Regions from separate parts of the Mus musculus genome. Here region 2 is linked to region 1. A link is a contact called in public Hi-C data. All regions are on one chromosome and are shown on one strand. The core of a region is the stretch at or near the end of the contact, and the rest is flanking DNA. Distances in the headings are between cores, read along the strand shown. Region 1 overlaps Skor1 (SKI family transcriptional corepressor 1). Region 2 has its middle 32 kb from the start of Gm36033.

What was found. Hi-C and Micro-C count contacts between places; a contact is called where the count stands out from the background.
Region 2: a Hi-C map of the N1E-115 cell line shows a contact between it and region 1, with 8 times the contacts expected there. The contact joins two enhancer-like sites. A contact is called at or near these places in 13 of 39 promoter capture datasets (the 3T3-L1 cell line, the C10 cell line, the HPC-7 cell line and 8 more), 1 of 15 datasets of contacts at CTCF or cohesin (pro-B cells), 2 of 484 Hi-C or Micro-C datasets (the N1E-115 cell line and embryonic fibroblasts), 10 of 115 datasets of contacts at active chromatin or transcription factors (the NIH/3T3 cell line, astrocytes, craniofacial prominence and 7 more) and 1 of 9 other capture datasets (embryonic stem cells).

Annotation. Positions count from the first base shown.
Region 1 is chr9:63,134,942-63,141,840 of GRCm38.p6, reverse strand. Skor1 (SKI family transcriptional corepressor 1) reads left to right here. Exons shown (of 9, transcript NM_172446.3): 5 at 56-127; 6 at 1,410-1,484; 7 at 1,713-1,787; 8 at 2,278-2,343; 9 at 2,876-3,677. The coding sequence ends at 2,970. Among named protein-coding and RNA genes, the nearest start is that of Gm25064, 5.1 kb to the right of the region's middle. Within about 2 kb of position 3,305, at least 8 of the 459 cell types and tissues checked have an H3K27ac peak or open chromatin away from gene starts, as enhancers often do. A contact at or near this core is called in the N1E-115 cell line, where this site is marked.
Region 2 is chr9:63,908,440-63,915,338 of GRCm38.p6, reverse strand. No RefSeq gene overlaps it. Among named protein-coding and RNA genes, the nearest start is that of Gm36033, 32 kb to the left of the region's middle. Within about 2 kb of position 3,133, at least 6 of the 459 cell types and tissues checked have an H3K27ac peak or open chromatin away from gene starts, as enhancers often do. A contact at or near this core is called in the N1E-115 cell line, where this site is marked.

The DNA of each region.
Region 1 (6,899 bases), core at 2,056-4,555:
CTCTGAAGGCTTTCCCGAGGACAGAATCCCCCTCTTACCTGCCCTTGTGTCGTAGGTGAGGATGGGCTCACTTTGGATGTCACAGGAACTCAACTGGTGGAGAAAGATATCGAGAACCTGGCCAGAGGTGAGGTTAAATGCGAGAAATGGAGCCATGAGGTACTTGAGATAGAGGGACTCTTAAGAGGAGAGGGGCTGTAGTCTCTAGTGACTCACTTCACCCAGAGGGGGTAAAAATCACCCTTTGGACACCTGGCACAGGGGTGCAGGTGAGAGCACCCAGTAAGTTTATTGGAAGTTTGGGTTCCCAAGACCTGAGTCTGTCTTGAAGGACCCGGTGAGAAAGAATTGGTCTTGATTCTGGGACTTGTAACCAGTGGGCAATGTGGGTCTCTCAAAACCCAGGGAAAATGGAGCTTTTCCTGAAGAACAAGATGGCAGACAGGCACTTATTGCAGAATGCATGAAAGGCTACCTTTCTCTCTGGGACTGAACTGTTCACATAATAATGTAGTAAGGTTGGAGCTCACTTGCAGACTAGGACACCCTCTCCTGTTGCTGCTTAGTCTTTGGGAGATTGAGGGGGGGTAGCTTAAGGGGACAGGGGTTTTGAACCCCTCTCTGGCTCAGCATCTTACATTCCTGTGTTGCCAAGGAGCCTTTTCATGGAAGGACCTAGATACTACTGAGCTCCTGCTGGGGCAGCTTGTCCTTGCACTCCCCCCAGAACAGGTTTCTGGCGGCATTGAACTGAGCCCCCACCCCCCACCCCCGCACCAGGGTGGCAAGGGGGGGGGTAGGAGCAGTGATCTTCCACTCTTCCTAGCCTCAGATTGATGTCACAACTTCAAGACCATTGTGCTTGAGAGCCTCAGTACTTCTTGAAATTGTAGACAAACTTTCTGTGTGTGTCTCTTTACTTCCTTCCTTCCTTCCTCCCTCCCTCCCTCCCTCTTTCTTTCTTTCTTTCTTTCTTTCTTTCTTTCTTTCTTTCTTTCTTTTTTTTCTGGCAAGGCTGTTCATGGTTTTATCAGATTCTCCCTGAATTGCCTTTAGAGCAGAGATTAGAAGTCTCCCTTGAAATAGGGAATGGTGGTTGTGGGGCCATCCTCTAAGGTTGAGCAGTTACTAGAAACTTAAAAACAAATGTTGGGGCCCCAGTTATTCCCGGGAGCCAGGGGTTCAGACATGTAAAATAGTTTGCACCTTCTTGAATGTGAACACCCTGGCACCTCTCCCAAGCCCCCATCGTCCATCCAAAGCTTGGAGCTCAAATGAGAAAGAAAAGCCAGAGCTTGGGACGCCTCGACTCAGGTGTCAGGACTGTTGGCCAGGACAGACCCTTGGCCCCAGTGGGTACCCTGGATTGCATCAGTCTCATACTTTACCTCTCTCCCAACCCTTCACAGAAGAATTGCAGAAATTGCTTCTGGAGCAAATGGAGCTTCGGAAGAAGCTGGAGCGGGAATTCCAGAGTCTCAAAGGTACTTCCTTCCCCGCCCCTCAACAGCTTCCCAAACCTGCCCCAGGAACTGGGTGCGGGCAGCAGCCACCGCTTGCCCCAGGGGAGAGAAGAACTCCAGGGCCCAGCGTTTCCAGCTAGGTGAAGGACTGGATGGGGGTGGGAGCAGGGGTGAGGATGGGAGGGAGCGGGAAGTGGAGCCGGGAGAGGAGGCTGTGCTTAACAGCTCTCACTTAATCAATTTGCACAGATAATTTTCAGGATCAAATGAAGAGGGAATTGGCTTATCGGGAAGAAATGGTGCAACAGCTGCAAATTGTCAGAGGTAAGACGCGAGTCAGGTGAGCGCGCGCACGGCCGTAACTGCCTCTGTCTGGCAGGAGCCGCAATGTTGGCTCAGTCATTTGGATTTAAATTGAAGGTAATTTAACAATTATTTTTTTTATTTAATATCCTTTGTATAGTCTGATTAGCCTCAGAATGGCAAGCGAGCCCAGCAAACGGCTTGCAGGCATCATTACGTGGAGTGATTGAACTTCTTAGCGCTGCAATTTCCACGGTTTCTAAATTAAAAATCGAGGCGTAAAATTACCTGGGAAGTAATGCCTAAGTTTGCTTTAATTTTGGTTAGATCCGTCTGCCTTTAAGCGCCATCCCAGGCCATTTCCTCCCCCAGCTTCCCAGCCTGCAGTTTGAAGTGTAGGTGTCCCCTCCTTAGTTTCTGGGGTGGTTTCTGTAGGGGAGAGGTTGTGCCCAGGCTGTGACCTCAGCCATCTGCCTAGAGGGTGGTCTCACAGAACTTCCATGTCTTCCAGATACCTTGTGTAACGAACTGGACCAGGAGAGGAAGGCCCGCTATGCCATCCAGCAGAAATTAAAAGGTGTGAACCCAGAAACAAAGATAAGAGACAGACAGACAGACAGACAGACAGACAGACTGAGAGAGAGTCAAGGCTGGTTGTACTATTGGGTGGGTGGGTGAATGGATGGTGAATGGTGGGTGGGTGTGTAGGTGGGTGTAGTTATGGAGATGTTTGAAAGAAAGGCGGCCTGGGTCCACGTGGATCAGAAGGGAACTGGGGTGAAATTTTATAACTTTGATGTAGGACGAAAAAGCCCATTGAGCTCTGAGCATCCGAAAATTTGCTTTCTGGCCTAACCCTAGACTGGGACAATTAGACCTCTTTGTGCCTCGGTTTCCCCGTCTGTAAAATGGGGCTAATGGACCTAAGAAATAGTTCTGACTGGCCAGAGCCTCACTCTTGCCCCTCTACCTCCCTTCTGCTCCATTGAGAATTCCTGTGCCCAAGGGCTGGATGGGTCCAGCGAGGGGGAGGGGAGACTGGTGGAGCTGGGTGGGGGGCAGGGAGGCAGGCGAGGCGGCCAACGAGGTTGGTGTGACTCTCTCTCCAGAAGCTCACGACGCCCTGCACCACTTCTCCTGCAAGATGCTGACACCCCGGCACTGCACCGGCAACTGCTCCTTCAAGCCTCCGCTGCTGCCCTAGCGCCGGCTTGGCCGCGCCCACGCGCCCTCAAGCCATGCTGCTCCTTTCTGTAAATACCCGCTGCAGTGGCGGCCCAGAGCGAGGAACAAGCCATTAGGACCTGACCGTTGTAAATACAGCCGCCCGCCCGCCGGTCCCCAGCCGGGCTCCGTTGGGTTTCCCATTGTAAATACTGCCTCGCCCCTCCTTTGAACTCCAGGGCATCAGACCTCAAGGGGTAAACTGGACCCACCGGGGAAAGAAAGGGAAGAGGGGAGACCTCTTCTACGACCCCTCCCACTCGGGCCCGAGTAGGGCCTGGGACCCCGAATGTGAATATAACGTAGCATCTTCGCTGGCTATGGCCGTGCACTCCCCGTCCTGTCCACTTCTGAAACTCTTGTTCCTAACGACAACGTGGCTATGTGCAATGGAGACAAACTGGACTGTGAGTCTCTTGGTTCAGTATTAGGTTCACTTTATTTATACTGTAAGTTATTTTACTTCCCCTGGGACCCTTTCCAGTCCTCGTTTTACATTCATTCCTCTTTGGATTTGCTTTGTGATTTTGTTGTTGTTGATGTTGTTGTTGTTGTGTAATGTAACAGCACTTTAAAAGGGCGACAACTGACTCACGAGATGGCGACCATCTTGAGCCTATTTGGGGAGACCTGTATCCGTGACTTTTGTTTTTAATAAAAAGAAAAAAAAATCTGTTACTCCTTGGGGCTGCGGAGTTGAGAGTGCATCCAGTAGGTGGAGGAGGAAGAGGGTGGGAAGGTGGAAGACGCTGCCACTCAAAGATGGGGCTTCCGGATGCAAGTGAGGACCAGTGGTCAAGGTTAGAGCGGTGGTGCTCTCTCAGGAGACCTCATAGCGCTCCAGGACCACTCTACAGATCCACCTAAAACTCACTCAATCTCCTCCCCCGCATCAGGGCTGCATCTCCCCCCCCCCCCCGGCTTTACCCGGGGAGGGGGATTACTGCCTTGTCCCCTGGACAGTGGTCCCTTCCTTCCTGCGATTTGCTTGTACAGCCGGAAAGTTAATTTTTACCCCTTACATTTCCTATGTGTGAAGTCACCTGCAGGGATTTGGGGTGCACTCAGCAAGAGAAGCCTCTCCAAGCTGTTAGGAATCCAGAATTCGATCATAATTGCTCTGCTTGCTGAAGCGGGCATCATAGACCAGGAACACTGGCCTGGTAGAAGTGAGGAGTGAAGGGCTAGAAAGGAGCTTGGCGAAACTGATCTAGAAAAGATGCTGAGAGTTTGCCGTCCCGCCCAGACAGATGCCCTGTGGTGCATCCTCAAGAAGCCTGTCTCTACCCCGAAGGAGGAAGCTCTGTCCTCATTATAATAATCTCCCCCTCCTAGTCCCAGGGCATTTTTGGAGCTGGAGAAACCAAACCCCATGAGGAATGTGAGGTCTGCTGGCTGCAGATGCAAGGGCCAGGACTCTCCCCGGGCTGTGGCCCGGAAATGCAAATCCTCACCTAGAGGCCACCAGCCTCAGTTTCTGCAAGGAAACTGCAGGAAACCCATTCTTTCCTGAGTAGTGTGGAGGACGGAACTGAAAAAGCTCTTTCTCTTACGAATTTTTCAGCCCAGACTGGCTTTCATGTCCTCCTCTGGCTAGCAAAGGTCCTGCGATGTGCCCTTTATTTTTTCCAGGTCCTCACTTCCCAATCTCCATTAAATGTCGTTCGACTGTCTCTGCCCTGAGGCTCAGGGAAACACTCCAAGAAGAAAGCCCATCTGCAGGCCGCTGCCTGGACCATCGCCTCCAAGAACAGGCTCTCAGCCTAGCACCGCAGGCTCTCCCCAAGCACTCTCTAGGGGACCTTGGAAGCGAAGTCGAAGTCGGGTCCTGCAGTTCTCTGGAGTTTCAGGCGGGGAGTTTCACTGGAGGCCTTTTGTGATGCAGGCAAGCTGGGACACAGTCTGGGTGATGGCGAAGAGAAGCAGATGCTGAGCCCCTTGCACGGGTGAAACCCAAGACTACTCAGTCCCTGGGCTGTGGCTGAGACCCTTCAAGCCTCGGATACTGAGAGAACAAGACTGGTGTGGAAGTAAGGGTGGTGGGGTCAACCAGGCAAACTGTAGGGCTCCCTCTTGCTATTCTCTTTCTGGGATCCCCAAGGCCTTGGAATCATTTATGTAGGGGTGAGGTAAAAAGGGCATGGTTACTCTGCTCACTTCTGGGCTGCACCCACCGCGAAAGTGAGACCCACTTAGGAAGTGACTTGTGTTCCCAGGGCACCCCTGCAGGAGAGGACACTTGCAGATTGCATTCGAGTATTCTGTGGTCTCAATGCATCTAAATGCACAACCCTTTTCTGTAAAATGGGCAGGACAGTTGCCACCTAAGCCCGAAGGTCCGTGGCTACACACCAACTAAGGAGTCTGGAGAATATTGAATTCTCGCGTTTTCCCTCCAAACTCCCCCAAAGTGGAAAAAAGTATACAGGGACCTTGGGCTAGCCAGAAGGAGAGCCTCAGATGGTAGGGAGCCTCTCAGGGTTGGAGGTGTTGGTGGATTCGACCTAGAAAGTTCCATCGCGCAAAAAAATAAAACAAACTACAAAACACAGAAACCCTCCTGGGCTCTGCATCACTTAGAAATGGCTTGTTCCCCCCCAAAATGTTAATAACCAAACGATTGGTATGGATGTAATTATCAATAATTATACGAATTATTGCTGATTGCGGGGCTCGTAGCTACTTTAATTAGCTTACCAGATTCTAATTAAGTTAAATGAAACATTAATAGAGAAAATATGCTTTAAAAAAAAACCCAGGATTTTTAATGTCTATTTCTCGCCACAATGTTGCCACCTTGCGACGAACTTTAGGCATTACAGCCATCGCAAGCGGCTCAGACACCTTCGCTCTAGCAGAGAAAAGTGTGCTTGCGGGATTAAGGGGGATTGTGGACACCGGATTTCTCCGGGTGTTTGCTTTGGCAACTCTGTTTCCCTGCGTTCCCTACAAGACTCTGCCTCTGGAATACAGGTCCGGAGCTGGGGAGCTATGTAAACATGCCCGTCCACGTCCTTTCTCTAGAGGAACTCCATCCCTTTTGGGAGCTGCGTGGGACAGATTGTCGCTCTCCACCACTGCGACAAACCTTTCCTAAGAGACTAAGTAGAGAGATGTTTTATGCCCTTGAGACACCAGTAAATTGCTTCTCACCTCTGTCTCCTCTGCCAATGGGTTCCTCACGTCCCTGGCACAGCTAACTTCTGAGTTCTACAGGGCTTCAGGTTCCTGAGTCTAGGAGGACACTTACTTTCTTGTTATCTTTGGCTGTATGAGTCGGCCTCCCAGGGGACCACAAGTACCTCCACAACTAAGGTCATATCTTATTTTTCCTCCAACGGTACACGGTGCCCACGTGGAATATCCACGTGAAAGGATAGTTCATCTAGGTGCTGGAAACGTCTGAGGGAAGGGATCCCCAGGTGCTTCCGGACAACAGCCACTGAGATGCAATTACGCTCATTTACATAAGGTTAATTAAGCTCGAGAGCTCGCTGCTCTCAAAGAAGATCCTTCATCAATAGAATTAGTGTTGGGGCAGGGTGTCGAGTAATTTATCATCAACTTAGGAAAGAAAACCCTTCCTCCTGTCCCAACTGTGTCTCAAGAACACTACCTCCACATTTTGCAAGCCCATGGTTCACACATTCCCAACTACCCTGCCACACCGTACAACCGTAAGCCTTTGCAGATATGCAACTCTCACCTAGAATCCGGATCGCCAGTAGAAGCAAAACTGCCCTTCACGACCCCTCCATGCTTTCCATCATTCTAAACAGCCTCACCTGGTCCTCCCCATCCAGAGGCCCCGGTGGTGTTCGGTGATGTGCTAAGAGTATAAACTCTGTAACCAAGTTCTCTGCCTCTCCTTGTGTGGTAGGGAACCCACAACAAGAGTTGGAACTCTGT
Region 2 (6,899 bases), core at 1,884-4,383, 770 kb before region 1:
TCCTCCACTCATGCATCATTCACAGCCGGTCAGTCTTCAAGCGCTTGTGTTCTGTTAGTCTCATTCCGTAAGAGTTATCCCTGAAACTACACAGTCTATGAGACTTGACAAATGTATAGCAAATGTGTAAACATCATGACAGTCAAGATATAGAGCCCTTTCATCAAGCCTTGCCATAGGCAACCCCTCCTCCCATCTCCAGCCTGGTCTCTGTTTTCTGTCCCCATAGTGTGCCTTTGCACATGGAATCTGGCTCCTCTCACTTGGCTCCAGGGCTTGGAAAGCCATCCACATTTGCTCCTTCCTGTCACCATTCGATGGCTTTTCATGGACACGGTGCCATTTGTTTATCTGCTTGCTGGATGAGGGACATTTGGCTTGTTTCTAGTTTGGGATAGTTATGAAGAATGTCACTGAACATGTTACACTTCTAGATTTTGTGCAAATATAGATGCCCGCTTCTCTGGGGTTGATCCCTACCAGAGGGACCACAGGGACATGTGTGTTTAGTTTCACAGCTGTGTGCCAAACTATAGTTCAGAACAGCTGGATCATTTCCAAAGTATAACTTTTAACATTTAAATCTTCACTTGGATATCAAACAAACAAGAAATCTAAACTAAAACAAGAACAACTCGTCTCTCTGTCATTCTCTCTTCCTCTCTCACCCTCTCTCCTCTCTGAGAGAAAGGGTTTATTCCATCTTACAATGAAAGGGTACAGTCCATCCTGTGGGGAAGTCAAGGAAGCAGGAACCTGAAGCAACTGGCCCACCCATACTCTGAAGGCAGACAGTGAGTGAGCTAGCTTTAGTTTTCATCAATGGATAGCAGGGAGTGGATTTTCTGGGTCAAGTGGTTGGTGTTTCCTAAGAAACTGTCAGGGCTGAGCTTTAACTCTGTAGGTAGAGTGCTTCCCTAGCATGCATGAAACCTGGATTCCATCCCCTGCACTTCACAAACTGGGAGGCAGAGGCACAAGGAGGAGACCCTACCTGAAGAAGAGGAGGAGGAGGAGGGAGAGAAGGAGGAGAGGGAAGAAGAAGAAGAAGAAGAAAGAGAAGGAGGAAGAGAAAGAAGAGGAAGAAGAGAAAGAGGAAGAAGAAAAGAGGAAGAAGAAAAGAGGAAAAGGAAGGAGGAGGAGGAGGAGGAGGAGGAGAAGGAGAAGAAGAAGAAGAAGAAGAAGAAGAAGAAGAAGAAGAAGAAGAAGAAGAAGAAGAAGAAGAAGAAGAAGAAGAAGAAGAAGAAGAAGCTTTCCAAAATGAACACTTACCAAATACAAGATTTTTAAAAATGTTTTGTGATGAAAAACATTTATTTGAGGTTCTGGGGATTAGAACTTAGGACCTTGTACTTGTTAGGTGAGCACTGTCCCAGTGAGCAACATAGCCAGCCCTGCTTTCTAACATCTGTGACAGCAGAAAGATTGTGTTCAAAGAGCTTCTGAGAACCATCATGGCTGCAGCAGTCACGCCTGCGTGGCTCACCAGCACCCCAATAGTTTAGATTGTTAGCATTATTTTGAAATGTATTTATCATTAGTGGGTGAGGGGAGGACTCGAGTGTGCCATGGCATGCATGTGTGAAGGTCAGAGGACGCTTTGTGGAGTCACTGTTTTGCCACTGTGTGATCCAGTGAGCAAACCTGAGTTATCAGGGTTTGAGTGCGGCAAGCCCCTCTACCCAGGAGCCATCTCACGGGCTTTTTTTTTTTTTTTTTCAAGACAGGGTTTCTCTGAATAGTCCTGGCTGACCTGGAACTCACTCTGTAGACCAGGCTGGCCTCGAACTCAGAAATCCACCTGCCTCTGCCTCCAAGTGCTGGTGTTAAAGGTGTGTGCCCACCACTGCCCAGCAAAGATTTATTTATTTTATGTATGTGAGTACACTGTAGCTGACTTCAGACACACCAGAAGAGGGCATCAGATCCCATTACAGATGGTTGTGAGTCACCATGTGGTTGCTGGGAATTGAACTCAGGACTCCTGGAAGAACAGCCAGTGCTCTTAACCTATGAGCTATCTCTCCAGCCCAAGAGACCCATTTTTTACGTCCCCTTTACCCAATCCTCCTCATCACTTTAATGGAAAAGTTTACACTTTATCCTTACTTCAACTTATATTAATTTAATTATCTATAAAGTGTAATTGCTAGGATTGGAGAAATGGCTTAGCAGTTAAGAACACTTGTTGCTCTTCCAGAGAACCCAATTCTATCCTCAGTGCCCTTGTTGGGTGACTCAGAACTCTCTATAACTCCAGCTCCAGGGGAAGGACTTACACTCACACATGCCCTTACACACACACACACACACACACACACACACACACACACAAGTTAAAACGCATCCTGACCCTTTTCTTAGACCAAGGTGTAGTCACACTTTCCTATATCTTGTTTTCTTGGTTGTCATCCCGCCGCCACCCCCGGCCCTGAGTTCCATTGTAGCCACAAAGTCCTCTCTTGTGTTGTCCGCCAAGCCTCCTGCGCATGGGTGTCCCTCATGTGATTCTAGCTACTGCTACAAATAAGACCACAGTTAGGAACTTTCTTTTTCTTTTCTTTTTTTAAGATTTATTTATTTATTTTATGTGAGTACACTGTAGCTGTACAGGTGGTTGTGAGCCTTCATGTGGTTGTTGGAAATTGAATTTTTAGGACATCTGCTCTCTCTGGTCAACCCTGCTTGCTCAGAACTCCAAAGATTTATTTATTATTGTACATAAGAACACTGTAGCTGACTTCAGACACACCAGAAGAGGGAGTCAGATCTCATTATGGGTGGTTGTGAGCCACCATGTGGGATTTGAACTCAGGATCTTTGGAAGAGCAGTCAGTGCTTTTACCTGCTGAGCCATCTCGCCAGCCCAGTTAGGGGCTTTCTGTTGACCCAGGAGCATTTGGCTGATGTATCTCTGTGGATATGCTCCGTGGTAGAGGGCTTGGGTCGTGTGCCCGAGGCCATGGGTTCAGTCTCCATAATTGCAAAGAAAAGAACAGCTCTGCGTCTGCCTCCCCCACGCCCAGCAGAACCACTTCCACATTCCCATCGCTCTCTGTAAGAGTGCCTGCTTCTCTGCAGCCTTCCCAGGAAGGAGAGTTGCCAAACGTTTGGATTTATGCCAATCTGATATTCGAGAGAAGGTCTCTTGGAGCAATTTGAATTTGCATTTCTTTTATTTGTGCTGTGTTAAAGGAAGCCTTTCAGAGGGTGGAGGACCATTTGCATGTCTCCTGTGAATCGTCTGATACAGTATTTAGGATCTTGTTTGTGCTCCTTCCTTCTCTCTCCTTCAAGGTAGAATCTTGTTATGCACCTCAACCTGACCTAAGCTTGCCATGCCTTAGCCTCCTAAGTGCTGAGCCACACCTAGCCTTGCATAGTGTGCGTGTGCGTGTGCGTGTGCGTGTGCGTGTGCGTGTGTGTGTGTGTGTGTGTGCGCGTGTGCCCATCCATGTGCACGTGCGGAGTCTAGCTGTCCTGCTCTGTCACTCTCTGTCTTATTCCCTCGAGACATCATCTCTCACCTAGCCTGGAGCTAGCCTGGCAGCCAGCAAGCTCTTCCTGTCTCTGCCACTACAGCACTGGGAATACAGGTGCCCATGAGGTCAAGCCAGTGGGGATTTGAACTCAGGGCCTCATGCGTGTGTAGCACGCACTCTTTCCCTCTGAGCCATCCCTTGAAAGGCCTCCACGCTCTGAGTGCCATAATGTTACTGTTCGTGAAATGAAATGACGGTCATGTCTTCCCTCTCTCACTTAACCTCCCCTCGACAGTTTCCTCCCCTATAAAATAGGGGCCATCGTAGCATGTCCCTTGTATGTTCCTTGTAAGGGCAAGTATGGAATGGGGTCTGGATATATTCCTTGTGACTGCGAGTGTGAAGTGTGGTTTGGATGCGGTGACTGGGTGGCCATTCTTGTCCCAGTCTGATGAGTCACTGAGGTCTGGAAAGGCACTTGATGACATGCATGGTAACCAGGTCTGAGGCTCTGGACTCCAGCCCAGGGTTCCCCCAACTACCCATATGATCTTCCAATGGCCTATGTGCTTGACCAAAGGGAAAATGATGAAGAAGTCCAAGGAAGCGGCAAGAAGTTTCTGCAGCACACCACCAGAAGTTTTTGGTGTGTTTCTCTCTATGGAGTCCTGACAAATGGAGCTCAACAATGCAACGTAAAGCAGACCAATCCATGCGCGAGCATCATTAGCGAAGACTCCTTCATCACGTGTCCTTTCACGTGCTTGCTTTCAGAGAGCATCTTGTCTGCTTTGGTAAAGAAGAGTAAGTCATGAGTCTGCCTTAGCCTTTCACCTGTGTCTACTTCAGGAAAACACTCCTTCATGTGTTTGCCCCAGTAAAACACCATCCAACACAACTGACTCTCCAAAGAACCCTTAGGTTTCCACTTCAACATCTTACTTATCTTGTGTATATGTGTTCATCATGTACATGCTGGACTACACACTGGTTTGTTGCTAGGCAACACATAGCAGCTACATGTCTTCATTTTAGGCTCTGAAAGCACCCTACAAAGACAGAAGGAAGGGCTATTCCTGAAGGGATATTAGGAAGAGCATTGTGGACTCAAGATGTGTGCATGTCCAGGCTATTAGTCTCAAGGGACAGTGCAGAGGGCAGTGGGACACCCTACCACCACAAGAGCTGGTGGCCGGACAGAGTTTGGGCTTCGGTCTCCCTGTTCTGGCCCTGGTGCTGGCTCTAAGGGTGGCAGATGCCAATGGGGGGTGTAAGCAGCAAGAAGCTTGCGGGGCTGCTTTGGAGGACACTGGAACAGGGACTCACTTGAGCCACAAAACAGAGGAAGGTGGGTGGGCTGGTTTAAAGGATGGAGAGAGAGTGAGAGGTTGAGAGAGAGTTTAAAAGCCGAGGCATGGCTGGGACTAAGAGTATCCCCCTAGTGGGAATGCCGGGACCTGACAGGTGGTAAGAAGGTCCTTGTCTAGGTGGGGCTGTGATGGTCAGCATCAGTCATCATCTTGGCGCACCTGAGAAGAAGAATCCTCAATTCAAGAATGGCCTCCATCAGATTGGCTTATGGGCATGTCTACAGGGCATTTTCTTGCTTGATAACTGACTAAGAGGGCCAGGCCCACTATGGGTGGTACCATCCCTAGGCAGGTGGGTCCCTGCTGTATAAGGCTAGTAAGCAGCTTTCTTCCATGATCTCTGCTTCAGTTCTTGCCTCTATGTGCCTGTCTTGAGCTCCTGCTCTGGCTTCCTTTAATGATTAACTATAACCTGTAAGCAAAATAAACCCTTTTCTTCCCCCAAGTTGCTTTTGATTAGTGTTGTATCACGGCAACAGCAAGCAAGGATAGTCTCAACTCTCAAGTGTGTGCCTGCATTGGGGCAGGTGCCTCATTCCTGGGCTTAAAGTGTCTACTTTCAAACTGCACTGCTTGTATCCAACTGTTGAAGTGGCCACTCCTTCCTTCCTTGCTTGCTTTGCTCACGCCTCTCCTTTTGAGTCTCATTTCCCACCCACATGAAATGAGGCAGAAAGACAGGTTTTCTAAGTTGCTTGGCTGTCCTTGCTTGGGCGGGTTCTTAAACAGCTCATTGCTGGATGGTGGCGGCGCCCTCTGGTGGTCAACATTGGGCATGCACCTAAGGTGCTGCTCCTTGCTGCTCCTGAGTGTGTGTGTGTGTGTGTGTGTGTGTGTGTGTGTGTGTGTGTGTGCATGTGTGTGACTATGATGGGGTGGATGTGGTATGTGACAGGCTCAAGAAACAAGAGTTTCCTCAATTCTCAGTTATTTCTGTAAACATGGACAGAAAGGTGGGAGCTATTTAAAACAAAAGCAATCCTAGCACTGTCTGGTCTGGGATGTCCAGTTTGGGGACAGTGCTATACACTTGTGTAGCATTGCTCTGATCAATAACTAGACCTGGTGCCTCTCTACTGGATTCCTGACTTCTGACTCTGCATGTTTTAACATCTGCCTACTTCTCTCTGCCCTCCTAGCCACTTCAGTTGCTCATCTTTCTTCCAACCTCTGCCGCTGCTCAGTCTGTCTTCCAGAGTTTCCCTCTCCTGCCTTCAGTCCCCACAGCACTTCCCGTGGGAAGGGTTTGTCCACATCATTTTCCCTGATGTGGAAAATTGAGACTTTACCTCGAGCTGAAAATGCCCTGTATATGTCCCTTGGATGCCAAGCAGCAGCTCCGTAGTGGCTCCATTCCTAGTTCCTTCAAGAACACAGAACTTCTTTAATCCCAGCACTTGGGAGGCAGAAGCAGGTGGATTTCTGAGTTCGAGGCCAGCCTGGTCTACAGAGTAAGTTCCAGGACAGTCAGGGCTACACAGAGAAACCCTGTCTCAAAAACAAAAACAAAACAAAACAAACAAAAAACCCCGAAAAAAACAAAAACCAAACCAACCAAACCAAAAAAACCCCCAAAAAACAGAACACAGAACTCCCCACTACTCCCCAGACTTCCCCCTACAGGCTGACTCCTGCAACTTTACCAAACTGTTGACTACCCCTCCTCTACAGGAGCCTGGGCTAGACCTGTACTGGAGTCTCCCTTTCAGCAAGCAGATAGCTGGTACCTACAAAACTCCATCTACTGAGCTGCCTGTGGGAAGATTCTGGCTGCCCAGAAGGAAGGGCTGAACCCAGTAGCTGCTTCAAGGACTGACTTGCTGTAGCCAAAGCAGGATCCCTGGGAGACATCTGCTAGTGTCTGCTACTGTAGTGTTTTACGTAGATGAGAAATGGGCTCAGAGACGCTTAGTAACTTGTTCAGGATCACACAGCACTGAGAATGAATGTTCAAATGGAGTCTCTGCTTCCCCAACAGTCTCTGAAGCTGGCATCAGAGAAATAGAATACATGCTGTCACCGTGCCTGTCACATAGATGGTGCTGGA